4 separate regions of the Mus musculus genome follow, and all the other regions are linked to region 3. The links are chromatin contacts, called in public ChIA-PET, Hi-C and promoter capture Hi-C maps. All regions are on one chromosome and are shown on one strand. The core of a region is the stretch at or near the end of the contact, and the rest is flanking DNA. Distances in the headings are between cores, read along the strand shown. Region 1 holds the start of Bcat2 (branched chain aminotransferase 2, mitochondrial). Region 2 holds the start of Ftl1 (ferritin light polypeptide 1). Region 3 holds the start of Ap2a1 (adaptor-related protein complex 2, alpha 1 subunit). Region 4 holds the start of Nucb1 (nucleobindin 1).

Region 1 (3,386 bases), core at 98-2,597, 640 kb after region 3:
ATACACACCCCCCTCTGTGTGTGTACTCAAGCACTTATCTCAGAATTACAATGAACATGTTATCTCCTTGTGCAGAGTGAGGCGTCTTAGCTTCTAGCCATCATCTTTCTCCAAAGTCCTATTTCTTTTTGTCTCATTTGAGACAAGAGTTTAGCTTTCTCACTTAGGGTGCTTTTTTATTTGCAACAAACCTCCTGCCTCAGCTAGGCCTGGCTTAAAGTACACTTTCTCTGATCCACTGGCATTTACAGTGAACTGTTTCTTTTTTTTTTTTTTTTTTGGTTTTTTGAGACAGGGTTTCTCTGTGTAGCCCTGGCTGGCCTGGAACTCACTCTGTAGACAGAGTTGGCCTCGAACTCAAAATTCACCTGCCTCTGCCTCCCAAGTGCTAGGATTAAAGGCATGCGCCACCACACCCGGCTGCGCTGTTCCTTTTTATCAAAGCCGTCTGGCCCGCTTTGCCACTGATGATAGTTCCTGTGAATGTGCATTGTTGTTCTTGCTTTATTTTTAGAAAAGCGTTTTATAGCAAGCAGTGGTGGCACACCTTTAATTTCAGCTTTGGAGGCAGAGGCAGGAGGATCTCTGTAAGTCTGAGGACAACCTGGTTTACTTACCGAGCTAGTTCTAGGACAACCTGGGCTACACAGAGAAACACTGTCTCTAGATAGATAGATAGATAGATAGATAGATAGAAGAAAGAAAAAATGTTTTAAACTTTTTGTGTATGTGTATTGCCTGCACATATGTTAGTGTATCATGTGCATGCCGGTGCCTGTGGAACTCGGAAGAGGGCACAGAATCCCTTGGAACTGGAGTTACAGGCACTTATGAGCTATGTGGGTGCTAGGAACCAAGCCCGGTCCTCTCTAAGAGCAGCCCAGTACTTTTAACTGTTGCGCCCTCTTTCCAACCTCTTTTTTTTGTTTGTTTGTTTTTCGAGACAGGGTTTCTCTGTGTAGCCCTGGCTGTCCTGGAACTCACTTTGTAGACCAGGCTGGCCTCGAACTCAGAAATCCTCCTGCCTCTGCCTCGAGTGCTGGGAGGCAGTGTTTTAAGGCAGGGTCTTACCAGATAGCCCTGGCTGGCTTGGAACTAATTAGGTGGCTCAGAATGGTTTTGGACTCACAGAGATCCTTCCACCTGTCTCCCAAACGCTGAGCTTAAGACGTGTGCCACCATGCTCGGCGACATATACAAAATTTAGAGGTCTGGATCTGTTCCCAGGGGTTAGAGCGCTTCCCAAACATTCACGAGCCCACGGATTCCATACTCAGATGCCAAACAAAAGCCAAAGTAAATGCCTAGCTGGGAGTGAGTGTGGCTGTGGTAGAGCAGGGTAGGGTGGAGGCGAGGAGGGAGAGAGTGCGGCAGGTCGGGACCGTTCCCGCGCAGGATCTTCACAGCAGAGCCTGGGTCCCTGTGGTCCCAGAACTAAGGACGGCCTGGCAGAAGTGAGGCTCGACACAGCAGCCATCTGCGGGAGGGGGCGTGAGCAGGGCGGGGCCCGAATGCCTTTCACCAGGCCGCGCCCCAGGCGGGCACAGTCACCAGCCGCACACACCGGATCATGGCTGCAGCCACACTAGGACAGGTGGGTGCGTGGCCGGCCGGCGCTGGGGGCTCTGGGGGACCTGATGCGGGGGGGGCGCACTTCCGGGTGGACCACTGGCGCGCAGCCTTTCCGGCTTGGCGTCATTCCTCTGTGCCTCGGGTTCCGCTGCCCAGCACGGAGGCGGATGGACCCCCCCTTGGGAAGAAAGACGGGGCTATAACGGGCGGGCGGCAGAATGGGTAGACAGGAGTGGGGCGCGAGAGGTGCCTGAACCGGGAGCTCGGACGTGGGGAGCCATGGAGGAGGACTATAATGGGAGAAGTACAGGGTGGGGTGGATGCGGGGAAGTTGTGGCTGGGGCATGCAGCCTGTGTGTGTTAAGGACCAGTTGCTCTTGGGTTCCTTTAGACAAGGGGCCCAGGACCTCTTGGGACTTAGTGTATGGCTTGGCGCAGGGTCTTGGGTGGGAATTGAACCCAAGATCTTATTTCTTGGAACAAAAAGCACATGTCGATGTGTGCAGTGTCTGAGGCTCTCTGTACCTGGTTTTGTAATCCCAGTCAAGTTTCTGTCTGTCAAAATGATAAAAGATCCTCCAGACCAGAAGACTTCAGTCAGTGCTTACCGATGGTGTCAAGCGGTGTCATAGATGGAGAATCTATGATATTTCGTTTGTTTGTTTGTCTTTTCGAGGTAGGGTTTCACTGCATACTCCCAGCTGTCCCGTTGCTCTGTAGACCACCAGGTTGGCCTCGAACTCTGCCCGCCTCTGCCTTCTGAGTCCTAGAATTAAAGTCCTGGGCCACCACTGCTGAGCTTGAGAGTCTGTGATCTTAAGAGAACGTGATAAATAAGTGTGGAAACAGCTGGCCATAACCTTGGGGGAAAGCGTTTGCTGTTAGCTCCCACCTGCTTATCAGAAGTTCTCGCTCCAGGCTGGCGAATTCCTGAACAAACCTTTAAGTCCCCCAGTTCTTAGTGACAGACAGAAATGTTCTATGCAGATGGTCTTGGGATATGACGGGGACAAGAATCTAGGCTCTGACTGTGTGGTGGCCTTGGATGGATACAGCATTGCCATACTGGACCAATCTCTAATTCTAATGGGACAGAACTGGGTTCTGAAGACAGTTTTACCCTGTAATGGAGACACTTTGAACATGAGCCTGCTCAGAGCTATGAGTATCTAGTGGTGAGTGTCCACAAAGTGAAATTTTGGAGTATAGAGGAACCTGCTGGCTGGGGTTTGCAAGGACTGTCTTACAGGGACTAGCCTAGACTGGCATTGGGATACTCTGAGTCTGAAAGAAACAGCCCTTCAACTGGCCAAGGACAACCCTGGCTGTAGAGGGGAACATGTTTGGGATGGGGTCAGGAAACAGCCCTGAGCTGTGTTAGGACACTATGTTGCTCTATAAGGGACTGTCCTGAGGTGACTGGTTGTATCTGAGCCTTGGACTTCTACAAATCTGATGGAGAGTCTGTCCTATGATGAGGACAGCCTGGGGCTATGTGAGGAGATAGCATGGTGTAGGGACAGTTATCTGAGACAGGACAACACCTTACTATGATAATTATTTTGCTTACTTTTGGCGTGAGAGTGGAGCTTTGGCAAGAACACCTGATCTTTGATGGATACTGTGTTTCAGTTCTGGGCTGCTGGGATGTGAAAGGAGCATGGGCAAACCACAGGGAACCCTGCCCAGCACCCTCCCCTTTAATCTCTGAACTCTGCTTCCACTCTTTTCTACTTCCTGTAGCCCCCACCCCCAACCCCCATCTAGCTTCCTTCTTTAAGCTTAATTCTTATCCTATGGTATGGGGGAGGGGT
Region 2 (3,399 bases), core at 376-2,875, 530 kb after region 3:
TGGCTTTCCAGGAAGTCACAGAGCTGTAAAGGAAGGAAGAGACATCAGACACCGAGTTCTAAGAGACAGGTGTGAGCAGGAAGCTTTAAAAAAAAAAAATCCTGCCCTCAAGGGCAGGTAGGTAGGTAGGTAGGTGTGTCCTCAGTACTGTGTGTGGTGCTTCTGCAATCTGCACTCGGGAGGCAGGAGGATTAAATTATTGGGAGCTGAAAGCCAACACACAACAGTCTAGGTTTTGTCAGAGAAGGGAAGAAATGATTAGCAAGGTACTTACATGAGGGTCCGCGCGGGCAGAACCCAGGGCATGCAGATCCAAGAGGGCCTGATTCAGGTTCTTCTCCATGGCCAAGGCAGCTTCCATGGCCTCCTGGGTTTTACCCCATTCATCTTGAGATGGCTTCTGCACACAAGAATATCAAGCCTAGATTACATCCTTCACCCAGCCAATATAAAACTGACTGCACAGGAAAAGTGGGCACAGTGGGGAAAAATAATGGGATACTGTCTTTAATCCCACCACTGAGAGACTGGGCGAGAAGACAGGAGGATCTCTTGATAGGAGGCAACCTGGTCTACATTGTGATTTCCATGCTAGCTAGAGAGACACCGCCTCTCCCCAGCCCAGCAGTCCTCATCTGTATTCTGTAATTACCCCCATTTTCCAGTTTCTGACATCCTGGTGGGTTTAGTTGCTCTACATACTCCTATTGTCTACACTAGTCCTGCCACCACTCCCTTCCAAGACGTCTATCCGGATGCCCAAACTATGGGGATGGCAAGTAAACGCACATGCTCGGTAGTGCCCAATACCCCCGCTTCTTACCTGCACATCCTGGAAGAGTGCACGGCCCCCGCGATCGTTCTGAAACTCGAGGAGACGCTCCGCGCCCTCGCGCTTCTCCTCGGCCAATTCGCGGAAGAAGTGGCCTACGCCCTCCAGAGCCACGTCATCCCGATCAAAAAAGAAGCCCTGCGGGAGGTTACAAATACGAGTTAACGGAACGCGGTGGCTCGGCTCACACTGTAAACTTCAATCGCAACACTCAAGAGGTAGAGGCAGTACGTGTGAGATTTCGAGGGCAGCCCGGTCTGCCCAGCGAGTTCCAGTCAGACAAAACTACTATGTACACAGCGCGCAGGGAGAGGGAGAGGTCGGAGCACAGTCTCTGCCCTGCATGGAACAAAGAAGGCCCGCGCATGCGCAGGAGGGTGGGTGTGATGGACCCCCCCCCCCCCCCCCCGTTCAGAAGGCAACCCCGAGCTGCTCACCAGAGAGAGGTAGGTGTAGGAGGCCCGCAGGTGCAAGTTGACCAGGCGGTTCACGGCAGCTTCCACCTCGGTGGAATAATTCTGACGAATCTGAGAGGTCATGGCTGATCCGGAGTAGGAGCTAACCGCGAAGAGACGGTGCAGACTGGTCCTAGGAGCTGAAGGCAGCGAGGAGATGGTCCCGGAGGCTGCGACTGGAGAGACTTGTAAAGGCGGCTGGAAGCGAGTACAGTGGGAATCCCCGGGTCTGTTCCGTTCAAACACTGTTGAAGCAAGACACAGATCCACGGGACCTCCAAGGCGCTGCTCTAAGTCCCGGGCAAGGAGCGCTCCTTTTATAGCATGTTGACCCTCCGGAGGGAGGGGTGCCCCAGGCCCGAGACTAACCAATCGGCGGTGGCGTGAGGCGGAGACGGAAAAGTATACTTGACCAATCCGGAGCTGAGGGGAACCTCGCTCCCCACCCACCCAGTCCCATGAGATGAAGTCACGGGACTGGAGCGCGAGGCCTTGTGAAATGGAGGCTTGGGGGAGGGGCGGTGGTCCGGATCCGGAGGCGCAACCTGGAGGGGTCGCAGGGTTCTGGGCTCCGGGTCACTGAGACCCTGGGGAGGGGATGACTTCGAGGTCCTTTTCTGGGTGTCTCACAAAAGAGAATTTTGGGGCCTGAGAACATGGATCTGGGGATGGGCTGAGTGTGGGGTAATGTCTGTAAATGCAAAGGGAACCTCCATATGTCCAATTGCACACAATGAAGGGATATGTCACGTCATGAGGAAGTCTGGTATTCCAAAGATTCTAGAGATCTCCTTGAGGGAATGGAAGGGATGCCCAGAAGTATAGGGTTTTAGGTTCACCATAGGAACTAAGATTGTTTGCTTGTTTTTCTGTTTTCTGTAACCCAGGAGGTCGTGAAGCCCTTTGAGGGCTTGGAGTGGGCAGAGAGCCTTGGGTTACCGTGTGTGCACCTCCCTCGGGTGCTCTGGAAGGTGACATGTGGAGGCCCAGACAGGACTTTGGAGTTCTGGTCAGCCTGTCTGTCTGGGTCTGTGTCAGTGAACCTGTCTTTCTAGAAACAGACACGCATGATGGCGCTTGGAGAATTGCTGGGCTCCTTCCTGGAGTTTGGTCCAGAAGCCTCCTTGCAGGTTGCTCTTTTGGAATCAAAAGGCCCGAGAGTTAGGGAGAGCAAGAACTCAGGACCCAGAAACAGACAGTCAGTCTTACGCAGAACAGTTGGGGCATGCAAGGCCCAACTGGACTTTTGAGGACAGGACGGGCTCATACCAGGGTCTAATCTCAGAAGCCTGGGAAGAGAGCAAAGGGAAACGAGCCCAATCATGAAAAGGGGCTAAAGGAAGAAACAGTAAGATGGGTCAAGGGAGCCACGCGGAGCAGGAAGAATGTGCTGCTGAGGCCCTTAGTGGAAGGGGTAGCAAGGCCAGTTCTGCTGAGTCACGCTGAGCTCAGCTAGGCAGTGGGGCGGGCGGCAGGCCACACCCGGGCTGACAGCCAGAAGTCCCCCGGCTAAGGGGCTTGTGGTCTGTTTTCCCTGTGTGGTCAGGCAGCTGTACGGCTCTGGAGTGGCTAGCCTACACGTATCTTTCTCCTGACTTGACGTCTGCGGTGGTCTGTTGATTTGGGGGTCAGAGTTACTCATTAACCACAGTGCTCCAGAACCTGACCTCTGGCCTTCAACCCGACAGGCCTGGACAAGGCTGTAAAGGTGGAAAAAGATAAAACCCGGAAGCCACAGGGGACAAGGAAAGGAGAGAGGTACACAAATTTGAGTGGCAGAATCTCAGACTGGGGGATTGAGGGTGGAACAAAAGACCAAGTCCCCTTAAAATGGCTTCCTCTTCCCTTCTGGCACCTCTGGTAATCCAGCATCTAGGAGTCTGCTCCAGTTCCGGTGGCCTCCTCCCTCCCTCCCTCCCTCCCTCCCTCCCTCCCTCCCTCCCTCCCTCCCTCCCTCCCTCCCTCCATCTTGTCCTTTCAGAATCTGCAGGATCTCTGGAATTCCAGGCTCCTGTCCCCAGGGCTGAAGACAGCTCTGCAGCTGCGGTGTGTACTCTTTATGGAGCGGGTCCCTGATTGGAGCCTCAGGGATACCAGGTGGGCCTGGCGCCT
Region 3 (3,458 bases), core at 922-3,421:
ACATGAAGTTTTGGGGTTTTTTTGTTTTGTTTTGGTTTTGTCTTTGTGGTGCTAGGGATGGAACCCAGGACCTTGTTCATCCTAGGTAGATGCTCTATCATCAAGCTATGCCCTCAGCCCTTCACTGAGATGCTGGGCACATATGCTCTACTGCTGGACACCAGCCCCAGCTCCAAGGCTAGCAATTCTACAGAGCTGTAAGCCCAGTGTCTCAAATAGGGACTTTTATACAGGAGGAATCAAATAGTATTCATCATATAAACAAGTCATCTTATCTCCGCGGGTGACATCCTATTAGAAATGGAGGTAGCCAAAGGGACTAAGTGGGGTGCAGAGGGTCACCCATCAGTAGTTAACAGATAAACCACACCCATTTTTAACAGATACCCATGCCAAAGTCTACAACCCTTCCTAGCTCCGCCTCTTTTCACCGGGTCTGAAGCATCTCCCAGGTAAGGGAGCACACAGCTTCCCACTGTCCTTTTGCTGACACCTACTGAACTCAACATCCCCCCCCCCCCGCCCCCGAGCAGCTTGGAGGAGTCCTTCTTTAGATGTTAGCCAATGCCAACAGCAGCTACAAGGACCTGGCCTAGGACCTCACCCCACATCAGCCCAGCCACCCCTCATTAAGAAGCCATCAGCAGCCTCTCCTGACAGGAATAAACTGAGAGGTGAGGTCCCTCGTTCAAGGTCACCCAGTGACAGAGTTCTGTAACACAAAGCCAGCTCTGGCTGACCACATCTACTCATGGACCCTCTGAAGGGTCCTGACAGCTCCACACAGAGCATCTACTCCCTGGAGTTGAGAGCTGACCAGCAGCCAGGCCAGGCCATTGTTACAACCCTTCCTAGAAGGGACTATGGTCCTCATATTGCTGTAATAAGCCAAAAAAGGCTTGGATCCAGGCCTGCCTTGTTCCCTTCCTCAGGGTACAAACTTCCCCTCCCCCAGCTTGATAGAGCTCTTCTCACAGAGCATTAAGATACCTTGCTTCCATCATAAACACTCACTCTGTGATACCTTCCCAGAGCCTGCTGGTATCTTAGGTTCCCCAAGACTTTATACTATAGTCCCTTATTTTTTACATGTAGCCTCTTCAATGCTGTCCTTGTTTGGGGGTGGGGGATTAGGGGGACGTTAGCTGTTTCAGACAGGGTCTCTCTGTGTAACCCTGGCTGTCATGGACTCACAGAGATCATCAGCCTACCTGTGTCTCAGAGGTAGTAGGATTAAAGGCCTGCACAAGTACACCTGGTGCCTTCCATGTCTTTTACACAATCTTCCATGTAGAGTCTTTTCATACATCATCCTCTGGTCCTCTGTCCCTTACCTCTTCATCTCTGGTCCTTCTGCTGTCCCCCCAACCTTATCATCTCTAGTTTCTCTGCTATGTCCTCACCTTATCATCTGGGGGCCCTATGGTGTTGTTCCTACCCTATCATCTCTGCTTCCTCTGCAGTTTCCCCACTTCCATCACTGATCCCTCTGCTGTCCCCCACCTTATCTTCTCTATCCTTCTGCTGTCACCCCATTTCTATTTCTGATTCCTCTGGTATCTCCCCACTTCATCATCTCTGGTTACCCTGATCCCCCCCCCCCCCCACACACACACACACACTTTATCATCTCGAGTCCCTCTGCTGTCTTCCCACTTTATTATATCTGGTCTTTCTGCTGTCCCCAATTATATCATCTCTGGTTCCTGGGCAGTTCCCCAACTTCTGGCCCCTGGCCCTAGGTGGTTGCCCGCCTCCCATCTCTTCTGCGTCCCTGATTTCCTCCATCTAGGCTCGAGATGGCACTGAATGACCTACCTAACCCGTTGCCCTATTCCCTCCACCTCCTCCCGCCACGTCCGCCCGCGCCATCCTGGTCCTTCCCGGGAGGACACCCCCGCGCTTCCCTGCTCCCTCCGCCCGGTCGCCGCGTGACCCCCGGGCCCCGGTCATGAGCTCACAGTTCCGGATGTCGGAGATGAACACGGCGAGCCCACGCATGCCATCGCCTTTGGATACAGCCGGCATGATGGCGGAGGGCTCGGCTCCAAGCCTGGCCGAACGGGCGCGGGGCTGGCTGGCGGCACCGGGCGGAAAGGACCCCAGACGGCGCCGAGGAGCCGGCCGGGGGAGGGCGGGCTAGCGGCGGGCTGGCTGCAGGCCGACGCCCCGCCTCAGACCCGCCCCTACGGATTGTCATCCGGGAACGTACGCCACTTGTTAGCTGAGAGCCCTGCCGCTCACAATAGAACGCCCGCCCTCCTCTCTCTCTGATTGGCTAAATAGTAAAGACACCAGGTGATGATTGGTGCAGTACCGGGCTATTTCCGTTCGGAGCAGGGAGGCAGGGGGCGTTGCCCTAGAGACGGGGGAGTTCGATGACACACTCTGGGACCGCCCCCTGAACGGCCGAGACCAACGCTAATTGGATGGACTACCAGCTCCGCGCCAGTAGGGCGGGATGTAAGAGGCCGAAGGAGGCGGAACTTCGGGAAAAGAAGACCAATGGGTGAGGAGATTGCTCTTCGCAAGGCTCTGCCGATTCGCCGGAAGCGTCATACTTCCGCCCTCGAAGGGGCGGTTGTGGGGGGCGGGCAAAAGGGCGACGATCCGTAGAGAAGGAAGGAGAAAGAAGCCCTGTCAGTTAGCTGAACTGCGATAGGTGGAGCGATGCCTGCAATTCCCTGCTGCAGAGAGGGGCTGGGCGAGGCGGTAGACCGTGAGGTGTCCACTACGCAGGCGCCTCCCTCTTCCCAGTCGGTCTCCACTCCCGAGCCCCGGCCTCGGGAGCATTCCCTTCCCTAAAAACAACGCCTGGAAATTTGACTTGTCTGCAAACCTCTTATCCATGAGAGGAGGGACTGCCGGTTAAGGATTGTTACCATAGACACTGAGGTCCAAAGAGATTGAGTGGCTTCCCCAAGACTACAGCTCAAAAATGGAAAACTGGGATTACTATTTTGGTTTTTAAACATTTTTCAATATAGGTTACTCTTTTTTCCTCCCTAAACCCCAGTACCGAAGACAATCTGCCTATAATGGTCATAAGATCAAAATTGCTTCCTCCATCAGTTCTGGAGAACCACTCAAGGAAAAGCCAGTTAAAGCCACAGCTGAGGACTGGGTCAGTTTGTTTTGCTTCCGACTCCCTAGGTTCTATGGTTCACTAGTTGCAGGGAAGTCAAAGCCCCCAGAACACCAATGCCCGGGGTTATTGAGAAATTTGGGGCAAAGGGACTTGGGAGAGTCCATGTCTATTATCCCCATGAACAAAACGGCACCCCTGACAGGCTTTTCTAATTTGACACCCCCAGAATGGGTCTAGAAGGTAGTTATGTCCTGGGACCTAGGAAGAGGCAGCACTGAGTCCTTGTGAATAGAAGGTAGTGTTCTGTGAGTTTGAGGCCAGCCTGATCTATGTAAACAGCTCCAGGATAGCCAGGACTACATGGAGAGTC
Region 4 (3,194 bases), core at 155-2,654, 580 kb after region 3:
CTTCCATCTCCCTCCTGGAACCTGCAAAAACTTACAACTTGTCTGCTCTATTATTTTCCTCTGATACAATGGTTTTCAGGCTTCAAGATTTCACAGAGTTGAGTACTAACGCCTGGCAGGAGGCCTCGCTACACAGGAGCTGGGAACAACCTGTCTCAGGAGGTAACAACAGCTTGTATTGCTAGGGAGAGCTACAGGAAGAACCAGGCCATAAATCAGGGACCTGGAGTTTGAAAGTTTGGACTCTCTGGGAGCAAAGATTTCACAGAGCTCAATAATACTGGCATGAGTAAACCAGCAGTTCCCGTGTCCTTTTCCCACTTAAACTACACTGCTCGTGAGCTCCGTGAAGCAAGAATGCCCTGCTAGGTGGTAGCATCCAGCTGCTGACGGTGCTACTGGGAAATGTGGTTTTCAGGTTTTCTTCATTCCTTGTTAAAGAGGGTCTTAACGATCAGAGGGGAAAGTTTAGATGAGGGTGTGACACAGGTTTTCATTTGGGATCTGTCTTGATTTCCACATCTCAAAGGTCACTGCCCCCAGGTCTGCTTGCAAGTCTCACACACTCACTATGGCAAAGGAAGGCGGGTAAACGACACGCCTCAGCGTATCAAACAGGGGATCCCTTGGAGTTTTCTCCAGGGCCCTGGGGATGGCAAGCACCACTGCAAAGACGCCAGCGACCAGGGCAGGGCTACTCACCGGGGTCTCAGTGGCCTGGCTGTCCTCCTGAGGAGGTGCTGCGCGGTCCACGGGCACTGCCAGCACAGCAGACAGCATCAGTAGAGGTGGTAGGAGAAGAAAAGGGGCCCCGCGGGGCACCGAGGTAGGCATCGTGGCTGGTCTGTGAGGAGAGATGGAGAATGAGGTTTTTTTCTTGTTTTGCTACGGTTTTCTGAGCTGTGTATTAAGTAGCCTAAGTTGGCCTTGAATTCCTGACCCTCCTGACTCTCCCTTCCAAGCGCTGGAATTACAGGCGTGTAGTACTATCCCTGGCTAAGGATGTCCCAACCCCGTATCCGGTTGGGGAAGCGAGTGTGCACGCCACCCGATTTGCAAAAATGAAGACTCCAAGCGTTTAGTCACCTGGAACCCAGGATGCCAGGCCTCTAACAACCCCGGACGCCAGGCCTCCAGCCTCCCTTTCCTGGAGCGCAATCCGCAGACCCTCATTCCGGCTCCCTGAGTAGGGGAATCCTCCCCCGAACCGTGATTCCAGGCCCCTAACCTCCCCTTCTGCCGGGACCGCCGAGGCCTGACACTGGACAAGTATCACGCGCTCCAGCCCCTCTTGCCCACGGCTTCTGAACCCCCCTCACCTCTCCAGTGCTGAGGGCGTTTTTTAAGGCCAGCAACCTCCGCCAGGTTTCTGGCGATTTCTCTCCTAAGTCACGCCCACTTTTCCACCCGCAGAGAGCCCGCCCCCAGAATACTGATTGGTCCACGCTGACTCTGAGCTTCCGCCCGCGTTAACGGCCCCGCCCCTTTCCGATGAGGTTTCCTTATCTTTGAAAATCTTTCCGGTTTTCTTGGACGCTCACAGTCTTCAACGCAACATTTCCTGCGTCCGTTTTCAAGTAAAACTCAAAGCCCTGCATGCCCAGGGATTGGGGGAGGGGGTGAGACAGGACAACTTTTGCGGACATCTTGCCGCGGTGTCTCTTGGGAGTTGTAGTTTTCTCGTTTAATTTCGCTCCACAAGTTCCTGCAAGTGTTAGGAAACTACATAGCATATGATCATTATTTTTTAAACAGAGTCTCACTGCATATCCCTAGATGGAGCTCTGTGTAAACCAGGATGGCCTAGAGGTCACAGAGATCCTTGTGCTGAGAATAAAAGTAGGTAATACACACAAATGAAAGTGAAGAAGCTGCGAATACCTGATTCTGTCTCCTAGTTTTCCACTTGCAATCATATACTTAGGTACCTTTAAAAAAAAAAATCTTTGAAGGTAACTTTTTTGTTTGTTTGTTTTTCTTTTTTTTAAGTTAAAAAAAAAAAGATTTATTTATATGTGAGTACACTGTCTTCAGACACACCAGAAGAGGGCAACTAATCCCATTACAAATGGTTGTGAGCCATCATGTGGTTGCTGGGAATTGAACTCAGGTCCTCTGGAGGAGCAGTCACAGCTCTTAACCGCTGAGCCATCTCATCAGTCCTGAGGGTAATTTAAAAAAAAAAAAAAAAGATTTATTTGCTTATTTTACATATACAAGTACACTATAGCTGTCTTCAGACACATCAGAAGAGAGCATCAGATCCCATTACAGGCAGTCGTGGCCACTATGTGGTTGCTGGAAATTGAACTCAGGACTGCTAGTAGAGCAATGAGTGCTCTTAACCACTGAGCCATCTCACCAGCCCCTACTTTGGTATCTTTTGACTCCATGGAAAAGATATCTGTCTTAGTCACGCAGCCTCTTTGTGATTTCAGAAAACACTTCCCAGAAGATGTCACCTCAATGGTGCTGGTCTCTTCTTAATCACAGATAACTTTTTAGCTCCAGCTAACAAGCATCAATAGTCCCAGTAATGCAAAGTTTTCGCTTTAGTAGTTCTGGTATCTTGTTAATCACAGCTGATTCTTCAGCCCCAGCTAACCAGAACCACAGAAGCTTCACAATCAAAATAGCAGTGGCCCTGATAAGAGTCTTTAATTTTCCCTCTGAAATTTCACAAGCCAGGCCTCCATCTTCTGCACTATTCTCAACATTATCTTCCAAGCTCCTACACAACATCTCACAGAGCTCTTAACACTGAATGGATCTTCTGGCCCAAAGTTCCAAAGTCCTTCCACAGTCTTTTCCAAAACATGGTCAGGTTGTCACAGGAATACCCCACTCCTGGTACCAATTTGTCTTAGTCAGAGTTTCTATTCCTGGACAAAACATCATGACCAAGAAGCAAGTTGGGGAGGAAAGGGTTTATTCAGCTTACACTTTCCACATTGCTGTTGATCACCAAAGGATGTCAAGACTGGAACTCAAACAGGTCAGGGAGCAGGAGCTGATGCAGAGGCCATGGAGGGATGTTACTTACTGGCTTGCCTCCCCTGGCTTGCTCAGCCTGCTCTCTTATAGAACCAAGACTACCAGCCCAGAGATTGCATCACCTGCAAGGGGACCTCCCCCCTTGATCACTAGTTGAGAAAATGCCTTACAGCTGGATCTCATGGAGGCATCTCCCTAAC

What was found. A called contact is a pair of places that touch in the nucleus more often than the background predicts. ChIA-PET counts read pairs in DNA pulled down with a chosen protein or histone mark. Capture Hi-C pulls out chosen DNA fragments and counts their contacts.
Region 1: a contact with region 3 is called in a Hi-C map of B cells, with 10 read pairs. The contact joins the promoter of Bcat2 here to the promoter of Ap2a1 in region 3. A contact is called at or near these places in 1 of 39 promoter capture datasets (liver), 1 of 484 Hi-C or Micro-C datasets (B cells), 2 of 115 datasets of contacts at active chromatin or transcription factors (astrocytes and bone marrow-derived macrophages) and 2 of 9 other capture datasets (adipose tissue and liver).
Region 2: a contact with region 3 is called in a promoter capture Hi-C map of adipose tissue. The contact joins the promoter of Ftl1 here to the promoter of Ap2a1 in region 3. A contact is called at or near these places in 2 of 39 promoter capture datasets (maxillary cranial neural crest and pre-B cells), 3 of 115 datasets of contacts at active chromatin or transcription factors (astrocytes, bone marrow-derived dendritic cells and memory CD8 T cells) and 2 of 9 other capture datasets (adipose tissue and liver).
Region 4: an RNA polymerase II ChIA-PET map of memory CD8 T cells shows a contact between it and region 3, with 12 read pairs. The contact joins the promoter of Nucb1 here to the promoter of Ap2a1 in region 3. A contact is called at or near these places in 1 of 39 promoter capture datasets (cranial neural crest) and 2 of 115 datasets of contacts at active chromatin or transcription factors (memory CD8 T cells and thymic regulatory T cells).

Annotation. Positions count from the first base shown.
Region 1 is chr7:45,568,806-45,572,191 of GRCm38.p6, forward strand. Bcat2 (branched chain aminotransferase 2, mitochondrial) reads left to right here and starts at 1,348. Exons shown (of 11, transcript NM_009737.3): 1 at 1,348-1,594. The coding sequence starts at 1,571. It overlaps 0610005C13Rik (RIKEN cDNA 0610005C13 gene), which reads right to left. Exons shown (of 5, transcript NR_038166.1): 4 at 2,181-2,387.
Region 2 is chr7:45,458,261-45,461,659 of GRCm38.p6, forward strand. Ftl1 (ferritin light polypeptide 1) reads right to left here and starts at 1,626. Exons shown (of 4, transcript NM_010240.2): 1 at 1,270-1,626; 2 at 824-970; 3 at 275-400; 4 at 1-23. The coding sequence starts at 1,371.
Region 3 is chr7:44,927,319-44,930,776 of GRCm38.p6, forward strand. Ap2a1 (adaptor-related protein complex 2, alpha 1 subunit) reads right to left here and starts at 2,172. Exons shown (of 24, transcript NM_007458.2): 1 at 1,962-2,172. The coding sequence starts at 2,028. It also overlaps a transcript of Tsks not described here.
Region 4 is chr7:45,509,004-45,512,197 of GRCm38.p6, forward strand. It overlaps Nucb1 (nucleobindin 1), which reads right to left and starts at 1,405. Exons shown (of 13, transcript NM_001163662.1): 1 at 1,320-1,405; 2 at 703-844. The coding sequence starts at 834. It also overlaps a transcript of Tulp2 not described here.